Linked DNA regions of Rattus norvegicus: region 2 is linked to region 1. A link is a contact called in public Hi-C data. All regions are on one chromosome and are shown on one strand. Each heading gives the region's core, a stretch centred on a gene start, on an enhancer-like site or on the middle of the called end of the contact. The rest is flanking DNA. Distances are from core to core; before and after follow the strand shown. Region 1 holds the start of Gng11 (G protein subunit gamma 11). Region 2 overlaps Col1a2 (collagen type I alpha 2 chain).

What was found. Hi-C and Micro-C count contacts between places; a contact is called where the count stands out from the background.
Region 2: a Hi-C map of Schwann cells shows a contact between it and region 1, with 6 times the contacts expected there. The contact joins two enhancer-like sites.

The regions. Positions count from the first base shown.
Region 1 is chr4:32,977,165-32,983,525 of GRCr8, forward strand. It overlaps Gng11 (G protein subunit gamma 11), which reads left to right and starts at 517. Exons shown (of 2, transcript NM_022396.2): 1 at 517-921; 2 at 4,560-5,957. The coding sequence starts at 826. The coding sequence ends at 4,685. Within about 2 kb of position 4,102, at least 6 of the 93 cell types and tissues checked have an H3K27ac peak or open chromatin away from gene starts, as enhancers often do. A contact at or near this core is called in Schwann cells, where this site is marked.
Region 2 is chr4:33,542,675-33,549,035 of GRCr8, forward strand. It overlaps Col1a2 (collagen type I alpha 2 chain), which reads left to right. Exons shown (of 52, transcript NM_053356.2): 35 at 450-503; 36 at 597-650; 37 at 730-837; 38 at 1,406-1,459; 39 at 2,299-2,352; 40 at 3,297-3,458; 41 at 4,134-4,241; 42 at 4,924-5,031; 43 at 5,391-5,444; 44 at 5,532-5,639; 45 at 5,764-5,817; 46 at 6,172-6,279. Among named protein-coding and RNA genes, the nearest start is that of Col1a2, 27 kb to the left of the region's middle. Within about 2 kb of position 3,552, at least 4 of the 93 cell types and tissues checked have an H3K27ac peak or open chromatin away from gene starts, as enhancers often do. A contact at or near this core is called in Schwann cells, where this site is marked.

The sequences.
Region 1 (6,361 bases), core at 2,852-5,351:
GAGTTACACAGCATCTTCCTTCCCCAAAAGTGAAATTCTATTATTGAGAATTCAGATGGTCATTTAACGACAGGAAACACCCGCATCTCAAACCGCTTCTTTCCTCTAAACATATTTTTGTGAAAGGCCTTTTTGAGCTTTTAGGAAGCCATATGGAATGTGTCAACACAATTCTAGTGTATGCTTCTGAAACCTAGCTAGGTTCCATGTTACTCTCTCTTTTCCCCCAAATATCCACTTTCCCACTACGCATATGGAAAAGTTACATGCTGTGTATTTTTAAAACTTGGAGAGGTGAAGGACCATTAGTTATTTCCTGCTGAGTAGTGAGTGTCCTTTTCCTGGCTTTAAACAAAACCCGGATGTAAGTTGGACATGGACACACACACACACACACACACACACTAAAGGAACAAAAGTAAAACTTTTGTCTCCAGCCCAGCAGCAACTCCCCTGGGCGTGGCAAGGGTCCTGAGCCAGTCCTGCCCAGATCTGTGACCTGGTTCTGCAGGGTCTGCAGCCTTCCAGGAGCAGCCAGGAAGATGTCTCAAACTTAACCCTCTGCAAGCTGCCAGGCTAAAGGGCTGGTAGAGCCTGGAGAAGCCGCCCTGAGGTTGCTTGGAGTCTGGGAAAGGCCATCGGGAGCAGGCTTGGGCAGGAAGCTGAGCCCCCGGGGAGCTGAGAGCTGCGGTTCGAGCCAGTCACGTCCTGCGCACGGAGGGCGGGTAGCCTCGGCCCGCCGGTATTTGGGGAAGCGTCCCAGTTCTAGGCGCTTCCAGTGGCTGCCTTGCACAAGTGACTTCTGGGCCCAGCTCTGGGGCAAAGATGCCCGCCCTTCACATTGAGGATCTGCCGGAAAAGGAAAAACTGAAGATGGAGGTTGAGCAACTTCGCAAAGAAGTGAAGTTGCAGAGACAACAGGTAAGCTGGCTGCCTATTCCAGAATCCCCTCTCAGAAATGAGCCAAGGTCAGGATTACCAGAATAAACTATGGGGGAGGGGGTGTCTCTTCTTCTGGAAGCTTCTCTTTAAGGGGGCTTTAAGGAGGCTGGCAGCTGCTAAATAATATGGGGAAATTGCAAAAGGTGAGAAGAACCAGGAACTAAGAAGGGATTTATATATAAAGCCAAATGTCATCAAGACACAGTCCCAAACAGGGGAGACAAACAAATCCCAAAACGGGCAGCTACCTTCCATCCTGCAGAGGATCGTGGATGACAAATTTTCTAAAGCCACGTTTCAAAATCCCCCAACTTTAGCTTTGATTTTGTGAAGACCCTGATTCCACTGGGTCTTGAGAGCAAGCTGCCTGAGTTTCCGTTATTTACCAATTGTGTGCAATTTCCAATTTGTCTTGTAAGTGTGTGAAATGATTAATATCGTGCTTTCTGTATTTACTTATAAACACGTAATTTTGTTTATACTGCACGGCATATGGCTGCAAACTAAACTAACTAACTAACTAACTAACTAAACAACTAGCTACATGCTGGATGTGGTGGTACATGCCTATAATTCTCAGTCACTTAGGAGGTGGAGGCAGGAGGGTCAAGAGTTCCAGGCCACCTTGGCCAGTCAAGAAAAAAACACTCAGGAGTCTTCACTGAAATTCCATGGATAACTTGGAATTTCTACTTCAATTTTTGTCTGGTGGCAGGGGCCTTTATTACATTAAACTTCTTTTCCCTCTCTGTCAAGAAATCCGTAGTTTAGAAAAAGGCTTTTGGATAGTTTGTTCACTTTGAAGAAAAGTATTCTTTTCCCCCGGAGCAAGAAAATTTGAACTGACGTTGTTTCTTTTATTATTATTACTTTTACGTTTTTATGGTCCTGGTCAGTCTGCCCTCTCCCAGATCCACATCCCCCCACCCCATGCCAGGACTTGCCACTTCCTGGGGCTTCAAGTCTCTCCAGGGTTAGGGGCATCTTCTCTCACTAAGGCCAGACCAGGTAGTCCTCTGCTGTAGATGTGTCCAGTGGGGGTGGGGCTGGGGCTCTACCAACTAGTGCTTGCTGCCTGGTTGGTGACTCAGTGTCTGAGAGATCTCAGGGGTCCCTGTTAGTTGAGACCGCTGGTCTTCCTATGAGGTCGTCCTCCTCCTCAGCTTCTTCCAGCCTTTTTTTATGGGCTGATGTTGTTTGTAATAGTTTGGGGTTACTAGGGTTCAAACTTCAGGCACTGTGTATGTGGTCACCTCTGAGTCACACCTCAGGCTCTTTGATTTTTACCTTCTGTTCACACTTTAATATTTGCAAAAAAAATGAACAGAAATGAAGCAGATGATATAAACAGGCTCCAAACACATTCACGATAAGCCTTAATACTCCTCAGTGGTTACTGGGAGATGCTGGAAGTTGTTGAGTTTTACAGTTTTACGCATTTACCCCCTCAAATGCAGCTCCCTGCTTCATACAAATTCACACTCTTCCAAGATTTTACAGTGGGATATCATATTTTTCCTGTCACTTTAAGAAATCATGTGATTAGAGGAATAAGCCAGTTGATAGGACTAACAGATCATGTTATTTCTTGGAGGGGGCTGTCTTGGCTGATGACAAAGCCCTCAGTTTGGACAGGGTCAGCCAGAGGGATTGCACATGAAACAGCATGGTGTATAGTGTGTGCTTAAATAATGCTTAACCTTTGCAAAGCTGGAAGGTCTTACATCATTGTGTCGAATTCACAGGCTAGAGGAAAGGACAAGTTCCAAAGTTGACATCAGGCAGCATCCTGGGTGTGTCAACGTAAAACTCAAGCATCTTTTTTTACAGTTTTCCCCAGTCAGTCACTGCAGGCCTAGGGTACACCCTACATCACAGGTCTCTCATTTCAGAAAATTCTAGGTGTCTGCTAGGAAGACAGAAGTATTTAGAGTGGTTCTTCCTAGACACGAAGAGGATTGTGGAACTCCTTCCAGTTCCCAAATGTTTTATTTTCAGTATAGAGGATTATATTGATGCTGGGCAAGCACTGTGGTGCTTGGATTACACTCAACCCCTCACTTGAAAGACACAAAACCCCTTTGTCCCAGAGAAGAAGCCAGGTCCTCACTTACAGCCACAGAGGACCCTTAAGGCAGGTACTTCAGTTGTCTTTCCCCAGCATCTTCCAGATCAGCCTTTCAATCCTTGGTTGACACCTGGGCTATGTGCTCTGCTCAGGCCAAACCCAGATACACAGGTTACATCTGGCTGCAGCTAATTAATTATTGGTCAGATGTACTCTCTCGATCCTAGAAGGAGCAATTACCCACTTTTCGAGATTATGGATATTTTCAGAACCCCAGCGAAAGAGCCTTTGCAAGAAGAGTGGGGACCCGGATCGTACTCAGGTGTTTCACTCGAACCACAGACTCTGAATCTTTACACTCCCTTACCAGCACTGAGCACTCCCTTAGAACATACAAACTGTGACTCCCAGCATTAGATTCTTGCAAAGACAGAACTTATCACATTTTAATTCCTGTAACTGTTCGACCCGCTTTTAAATTTTGGGTCCGTTCTACACACGGCCATGCAACCAGAGCTTTAGGGTTTGGGGAGGAAATAATGAAACAACGGGATTCCCACTTCTGTTTATTTTTGAGTGTCGCTTTTTAATTGCTCGTTGGTGTTTCATAATTATGCAAAAATGTGTTAGCACTGTGGTAGCTGCACTTGTTTATAAATAGTGATGCATCTTTCGAGATACATATGTATACATGTTTAGAGAGATTCACTCAAAGGCCGCTTTTCATAAATCTCTCACTTTTACTTTCAACATAGTACTTGCAAAACAGACACTTTGGACACACTCAGCCTTGCTTTTCATTTCCAGTTTATTCTCTTTTAAAAAAAAAAGATTTAAATCTGCAACTTGTCTCTAAGGATAGAATTTTAAAGAGACTCTTCAATCCCGTCCCATGAGAAGAAAAGTTTAAGTTGACTCCCTAAACTCTGTAGTCTCAGATTGTCCCACTAAGCCTCTAGGAAAGCCTTTAATACAATAATTGGCTGATTCATCAGAGGAGTTTTGAGCCAAGACTTGGAGTGAGGTGGATAGACAAACCTAACATCCTTTGTCAGCCTTTCCCTGCCACTGCTCTGCATATGACTCTGACTCCATGGAGTTCTGGAGTATGACGTGACCTACTCACTTCAGTGAGTCATGTGGTACAACACAACCCTGCACAGTCCGCAGGGACTGCCTAATGGCTGCCCTTTATCCAGAGAATTTGAACACAGCAGATCCGTTGTATTTGCATTTTAGAGAGTAAGGAAATCATGGAATGAGTATGAATAGAAAATTTCATGGGGAACTATTAATACAATGATTTTCAATCATTTGTTACTTGAACAATATTTCTCTCATAGATTGTATGGCATATATAAATAGAATAAAATAATGATTTAGACTAGGAAAATATTTTTTTAAAGTATGGTTTGTGAGACTATGTGAACCTCACCCCAACCCCCCTCCCAAAAAAGCAAAAGCAAACAAACAAACAAAACAATCAGTGGTGAAGTTCAATTTCCTTGACATAATTTGTTTCTTCTGATCTCCTCTCCCTATACTCCAGGTGTCTAAATGTTCTGAGGAAATAAAGAACTACATTGAAGAACGTTCTGGAGAGGATCCTCTGGTAAAGGGAATTCCAGAAGACAAGAATCCCTTCAAAGAAAAGGGCAGCTGTGTCATTTCCTAAGGAACTCTGGAGGGAAATTGTTTTCAGTTGGGTCAGATTGTTCTTTTGTTTAATTTTTCCCCCAAATGAAGCCAAAGTGTGTGTGAAGAATTGAGGAAAAAATGAAATCGAGAAAAAGACTGTCATATAAGCACTCTCCAAGCACTTTGTGCATAGAACAAACCTGCTTCTCACCCACACACCCTCTCTCAGAGGAGAGCACCTGAGTGCAGTTATGGGATGAAGGCCTGGCTCTCCCTTTCAATATACTGCTTGCTGTCTCCAATAAAGTTTTACCTTGAAAAAAAAATCAATGGTAGTGACCTAAGATAGCACCTTTTATTCATTAACTCTTGAGTTTCCTTCTATAACCTGTCCAGTGTTTGGGGTTTATGTCATAAGATTAGGAATATAAATGACGTGGTTTGCAACACAGCTCTCCCTTACTCATGTGTTTACAATGCCAAAGTCTGACTTCTGGAATGTGTTAGATTTAACTATTAGAGAACCCAGCGGGTAGGATTCCTAATGACATTAACAGGAGTCAGGTGGTGAGTCAGGAACTTTGCCAAACCAAGTCGACATTAGCACATCCCTGGTTTGCGATGATTCAGTTCAAAATATCCCTGCAGCAGTGTCCTTGGGAAATGGGACAAGTATGTGAATGGGAAAAAGAACCCTCATCCAAGAATGCTGGCTGCCAGGGCTAGTTCTTTTGCTGACCCAGATCTACATTCCTTGTTCTCTCCAGGTCTGGGGATGGTTCCTCTTTAGTTCTGTGGCCTCTGGGTAGATGTTTGAATGTCTTCCACCTCTTCCTCCTCTTCCTCCTCTTCCTCCTCTTCCTCCTCTTCCTCCTTTTCCCTTTTCCCCTCCTTCATCTTTTATCTTCTCCAAAAGATACAGTGAATTTTGACTAATTTAAAAAGATCAATTGGATGTTTTCCTGTCATTGTGAAAGCTCACCATGTCTTCTTTTCCTCCTCTATTGCTGCTGTCCATTACAAGCCCCTCCTTCCAATCAATGGCCCCACTTTCTATGGCAAGTTGAGCTTCTGTAGTTTTAAGTACAATTCATGCTGAGGTCATTATGAAGGCACCTGTGACTAAGACAGCAATGAAAGAGACATTTCTTCCTCTGGAAAAAACTTTTCTCATTTCCCCCGTCTCTTGTTTTGGGATTGTTAGAGATTTGGAATGAAAGTGAAATAAAATCTTTACAAATAGGTTCTGGTTCAACTATGTCTAGTTACTAACATGCTCTATGGCATTAAATGTGGTATCCAAAGACTATATTTCTCCTAGAGTGAAAAGCTTATCTGTTCTCTGGGTTAAGTTTGCAGGTTTTCTTTCCCAGCCAAGTCAGAGAGCCCATGCCTTCAACAGCTTCCTGGAGTCTGTCAGCCTTCTCACTTGGGAAGTCTGGTTTTTCCCCCTGTCAACAAGAGAACAGGATACTCAGGCTTTTGAAAAAGTAATTATATAAGACTTAACACAGGGACAGTTTCCTGCCATTTTCCAAATGACGACATCAGTTGGGGCTACTGGAACCAAGGGATAATTTTAGTTCAGAGCACCATCTACTATGGGGTGGGTTGAAGAGTACTCAGGCCATGTTTCTTCCAAGCACCACGGAACAACTGATAATTCAGGTCTGTTTTTGCTTTTGAACACTTAACATTTAATGTGCCATGTGA
Region 2 (6,361 bases), core at 2,302-4,801, 560 kb after region 1:
TTGCCCATTAACAATATCCTAATGCACTAAGCCTTCTCAAAGCCTTCAATTGTAGAAAGGAAAAAAAATCAATAAAATACATAGTGTGCCCATTTCACATCGAACAGTTCATTTAAAATAGACCTTATTTATTGTATTGCAAAGATTGCAGCAAATAGATCAGTCCTGCATCCATCTAAAAATTAAAATGTCCTCCTACTGGTATTACGGGGACTGATTTATGGTGTTTCTGCAAGTGAAGCACCAATACCACTCTACCTTTTAAAATGAAGCCAGCCTTAAGTAGAGGAAAAATTCACCTCATTTTATTCTCTGAAATGTCCATTAGTCTCTTCCAAGGTAACTGCAAAGTGTGAGAACAACCCTCTTTCTACTGCTCTTCTTTCTTCCTCCCCCATCTACGTGAGGCACATTCAGCAACTCATCACTGGTCTTTGGTGCTGTTACAGGGCGAAGCTGGTGCTGCTGGTCCTTCTGGCCCTGCTGGTCCTCGAGGTAGCCCTGTGAGTAGATACCAGAGCTTTACGGATACTCATATTTTATGGTTTACAGACATCTAAGGAGCTGTGACTGTGACATCTTTATCTCCCACCTAGGGTGAACGTGGTGAGGTTGGTCCTGCTGGCCCCAATGGATTTGCTGGTCCTGCTGTAAGTATCACATAAGGGAGATTAATGTGACATCAGAGTGAGTCAGAAGGCCAGTGCTCACTGCTGTTCCTTCCAACAGGGTTCTGCTGGCCAACCTGGTGCTAAAGGAGAAAAGGGAACCAAAGGGCCTAAGGGAGAAAATGGCATCGTTGGTCCAACCGGACCTGTCGGAGCTGCTGGCCCATCTGTAAGTTGAATTCACTGTTGACCAACATACCCAAGCATTTTTATAGTCCAATATGTGCCCATAAAGTGCCCACTGTTTACTAAGCATTCCAGATAAAAGATTACATACACACGAGTGCATGTGTGTATTGTGTGCAACACACACACACACACACACACACACACACACACACACACACACACACACACAGGATTTCTTTGTGTAGCCATAGCTGTTCTGAAACTCATTCTGTAGACCAGGATGGCTTCAAACTTTTCCAAGTGCTGGGATTAAAGGCAAGGCTTGGGTCACCACACCCTGAAAAACTTTTTTTTCTTTAAGAATTCACGTTAAAACATCCTGTAAAAGTTTTTTTAAATATCTTGTTTTCATTCCTCAGTAATCCATGGGGTGTTACTAGTTGAAACAGAACAATTATTTCATGTGATGTAGATAAGTGTGTTTCATTTCTAAATTTTTCTTCAAGGGTAGAGGACATAGAGGAGAATGTGCCATGGGAAAACAAGCATGACATTTGCAAGAGTTACTTGTTTTGTGATTTGAAGCCACCTTTTTTGCTTGCATTTAGGGTCCTAATGGCCCACCTGGCCCTGCTGGAAGTCGTGGTGATGGAGGGCCCCCTGTGAGTATCTACAATTGACTTTTCTTTCTTAGCTTACGTACTAGTGACAGTTTGAAAGTTTCAGAATTCTGGTAAATTTGAACTGTGACAAGGAGGAGCTTGAGAGTCCTGTCCTTTAGAATCTGATCAGAAAAAGTATGAAGTTCACCAGTACTGAGCTTAAAGTCAGCTACATGAGCACTAACTCAATCCCAACTGCAACTCAGGGCCTCAGAGGTTTGCTGCTGCCCAATGAGGGAATAAACAAGGTCAAAAATCAGGCAATTTAATTGGAAAACAGAACCAGAATTTCTTTGGTACCTCTTATCCTTTTGTTAATGTCTTGATTCTTCTAACTAACTGAGTCTCCTTCTCAGCCCAGGTTTTCACCCCAACTCCCTAGAGCCCCAGAGGTCTCCAAGAATGAACCCCTCTAATGTTTTCCCTCCGTAGGCAATACTTAGCACACTGGCTCAATTTCATACTTCCTTCTCTGAGCAACACTCCTTTTCCTACTGCCCCCCCTCTCTCTCCCAGCCAAGAGGTCAATAAACATTCACATATCCTAATGAAAATATCTTATACTCTCCCATATCACCATCAGATAGCCTGCTAGCACTACAGAAAGTACCAACAACCTTAATGCAAAATGCAGGCATTTCATCTAGAAGTATACTGATAAGATGTGTAGACTACTAGAACCTTCAGGATCCTAGTTAACTGCTCCCCTACCTTAAACTGAGTGTTACCTCGTCTGTTTCCATCTTTAGCCCCGTGATAATTTTCCAAGGGGAAAACATCTTGTCTTATCCTAATTCCTAGAGTTGACTTGACTGAGTTTGAACATGTTTGGTTCTTAGGGTATGACTGGCTTCCCTGGTGCTGCTGGACGGACTGGTCCCCCCGGACCCAGTGTGAGTACATCATGCCCCAATATATCTCCATTTATACTCACCAGAAGACCAGGCCTCTGGTAGGAAATTAGGGAAGGAAACATCTATTAAAACAAATTGTCAATATTTGCAAATACTTTCCCAATTTAAAATTATGTTTAATGAATAAGACAAAACCATTACAAATTATATTCAGGGTATCAACTTAAATACTGTGATTTATTCATGCAAATACCAGCACCCTTTGGAATGCACAATCATTTTTCACAAAGAAAAGTGCAACAGGTGCTTTGGTCACGTATCTACTATTTCTCTGCCTAATTACCCTTTATGGCTAATATTCTGTCTCCAGTCTAAAGCCACAATTTAAAGGAATTTAAAGGTAGTGTGGTATCTAACTTAATTCTCATTCAGACCCTCCTGTCAGGACTCAAGAGAATTTAATTATCAAGGATTAAGTATTCCACTCGAGGTTTCAGAGGAAAAAGAAATAGCAAAGATGTTGATTTCTTAGAACCTTTTACACATTCATAACAGAAAAATCTTCGTTCCTTGTAGGCATTTAATTAAACCTAGTCAGGAGCATATGAGCTCCTCAGTTATGAACAGAACACCAGGGTTGGCTTTGCTCAAGAAAAAAATGGGCAGAGTCTGCAAAAATCCAAAGTTTCCTTCAACCAAGACTTAATCAGCAGACTTAAATCTCTTCCTGGTTCTGACTCCAATCCGCTGGGGTACCAAAGATACAAGATGTCTTGCCTTCATCACTAAAGGTTCCCGCTGATTCTCCCTCATCAATAGCTTTATTACGGGCAGGAAAGAGAAGTTTAAAAGTTCCAAAAATGCCTGGGATATTGTTTTACAGAGTGACACTGTTCAAATCCTAGTATCTAGGAGCAGGGCAGCTCCTCTCCAAGTCTGGAACAACCAAGAGAAAACAAATGACCTTATACATTTGATCACAGGGTATTACTGGCCCCCCTGGTCCCCCTGGTGCTGCTGGTAAAGAAGGTATTCGTGGTCCCCGTGGTGACCAAGGTCCAGTTGGCCGAACTGGAGAAATAGGTGCATCTGGTCCCCCTGGATTTGCTGGCGAGAAGGGTCCTTCTGGAGAACCTGGTACCACAGTAAGTGATTTCAAACCCCTTTTCTTCTCAACACTTGGGTAGAGTTAGAACAAAGCCCCTTTACAAACCCTCAAGCGTTCTGTATCTATTAGTGAGTAATGCAGGCTCTCGAGTTGAGCTCGACTGAGCCAGGGAATCTGCAGCACACAATAAGGTGCTGTGGTAGAGGCAGATGCACAGAAAGCACATGATAAGAATGACGGAGGTGAGGGACTGCAGCTTCTCTGTCACAGCCCTTTCTGCTCTCAGAGGGATCTAAGAATTAGCACAGAACCCTACTGCTGTGGCCAGCCTTCTGTAAATTAATCACGCTTCATACGCTGCTGACTCCTTAAACATTCCTGGTTCAGAATTACTGCAATTCCCGCCAAGTGCCCATATTAGACCTTCGAAGTCGAGATCAAAATTTTCTTCCCTGCGTAGAGTCTATGAAGATTAAATCCACACGCCCAATGGCTGTATTAATCTCAATGACACATATACATACCAAAATGTAAATTTGCTGTCATTCTCGGGGGAGGGGGTGGGAAAGACATTCAAGAATGTGTCCCACCAATTATAAGTCACTGGCCTGTTCCTAAACCCAAGACTCCTTGTCTTCATAGTCCTTGAGCTAGTCTGTATTATGAAATAGGGTCTTACCAGTAATAATCAGTATTTTTTCCTCTCATCTAGGGACCCCCTGGCACTGCAGGTCCTCAGGGTCTTCTTGGTGCTCCCGGTATTCTGGGTCTCCCTGGCTCTCGAGGTGAACGTGGCCTGCCAGGTATTGCTGGTGCTCTGGTGAGTTTGACGCCATTCTGATTCTCATTAACATAATAAAAGATTTTAAAAGCTGCCACTTCAGATGTGACAGATTGATCGCTGAATAACTCCACTTAAGTTTTTTTTTTTTTATTCATGGCATTTTCTTTATACAGATTACCTGTCACCTATCCAGGAAGCTTTAATACTACCTTACTTAGACACATACTGTAAAGGCACAGCTTCACATTATGCAGAATGATTTTTGTTCTTTCTACACGCTTAAGAATGATATAAGCTCTAATTGCATTTACTTCTCTGTGATGTGAAATCCTGGCATCATTTATCCCACAAGAAGAATGGGGCCGTTCACAGGAAGTTCATGAATCATTTCATTTAACCCTATACGTGACAGCAGCTTGAAGCCACCTTTATCCAGAAACGTATCGACTTTATGAATTAATTTTATTTGGGGTACATTAGATGCCGTCAGACCCTACTCCTATCCCCATACATAGTTACATCCACATGATGGATCCTCTAAGTGTAGGGAAGACAGAGGGAGGTTGACAGTGATGGTGATTCCTGCCATGTTGTGACCCATCTACATTCGACTTAGCTGCTCTCTTTCAACTAGAATTTTCTGGAGTTGTTTTTGGCATGTGTGGTCAGCATTCTATCTTGGGATAGTAATGTCATCTTATCTTCTCTGCCACTCTAGGGTGAACCTGGTCCTCTGGGCATTGCAGGCCCTCCTGGGGCCCGTGGTCCCCCTGGTGCTGTGGGCAGTCCTGGAGTTAATGGTGCCCCTGGTGAAGCCGGTCGTGATGTGAGTACTTGGCTCGTAAAATCAAACCAAGCAGGATCTCATTCTGTGTCAACTTCTAGTGTTGAACTGAGGTTCCATGCCCCGAGCTTCTAAACTAGATAATCTACTTCTCCATATAATGATCTTTCTTTGCAGTAAAACTATGAGAATTGCTTGGATTTGAAAATGGTCTTTAACTGAAAGACTGCAAATTGGGGCTTCAATATTTAATTTCTAAAAAAAAAAATCAAATTAGAAAGTTATTGCTCTCCCCCTTCTTTTAACTGTCTGAACACTGGGAATAATGAGGGCAGAGTAGCAGAGGCAGCGAGGCCAATGAATCACCAAGGCATCTTAATTTGCTTGATATTCTCTCATAGGGTAACCCTGGCAGTGATGGTCCCCCAGGTCGTGATGGTCAACCCGGACACAAGGTCAGGACACCTTTTCATCTTTCTCTAATTTAAGAGTGATCAAAATACCGACAGATTAATGCTAAGTTTCACTTTTGCCTCTGGTAGGGAGAGCGTGGTTACCCTGGCAACATTGGTCCCACTGGTGCTGCAGGTGCTCCTGGTCCTCATGGTTCTGTGGGTCCTGCTGGGAAACATGGAAACCGTGGTGAGCCTGTAAGTATGTAAATGTTGTCACCCTTGTGGACTTTACTGTGGCCTCACACTTGATCACTAAGGACATCAAGAGGATGGTCTTGAACTTGGCTGATGAGTTCTATTTTTCTTCTCTAATTCACAGGGTCCTGCTGGTTCTGTTGGTCCCGTTGGTGCTGTCGGTCCAAGAGGTCCTAGTGTACGTACATGGTGATAATTAATATTTAGGAATTAAGAAGAATGATTCTAAACCATCTACTTAGACAATAGATAAATATATAGGCTAGACTTTGGTGTTTTAGTCCAGAGTGAGAAATGATTCAGATGACTTTATTGATTTTAAGTCTATTCTGCATGTTCATGTTAGTTAGTCATAAGGAGGTAGCCCTTTTGTGCACTGCTCAGTTAAGGAAATGGCCAGAGAGGATGGCAGTCCAGTTAGACCTTTGTGTGCTTCAAGTGTTCTTTGTAAATGGATAAAACACCCTTCAAAGAGAGATAAGTGATGTCATTGTAAAAGAGCAGAAACCCATCTCTTTCTCTTTCTTTATAGGGTCCTCAAGGTATTCGAGGTGACAAGGGAGAGCCTGGTGACAAAGGGGCCAGAGGTCTTCCTGGCTTAAAAGGACACAATGGATTACAGGGTCTTCCTGGTCTTGCTGTAAGCAAAATATGACCTTGCATGAGTTCTAACTCAAATAACCTTCAGGTCCCTCCTCAGATGCCCACTGCTACTATGTAAC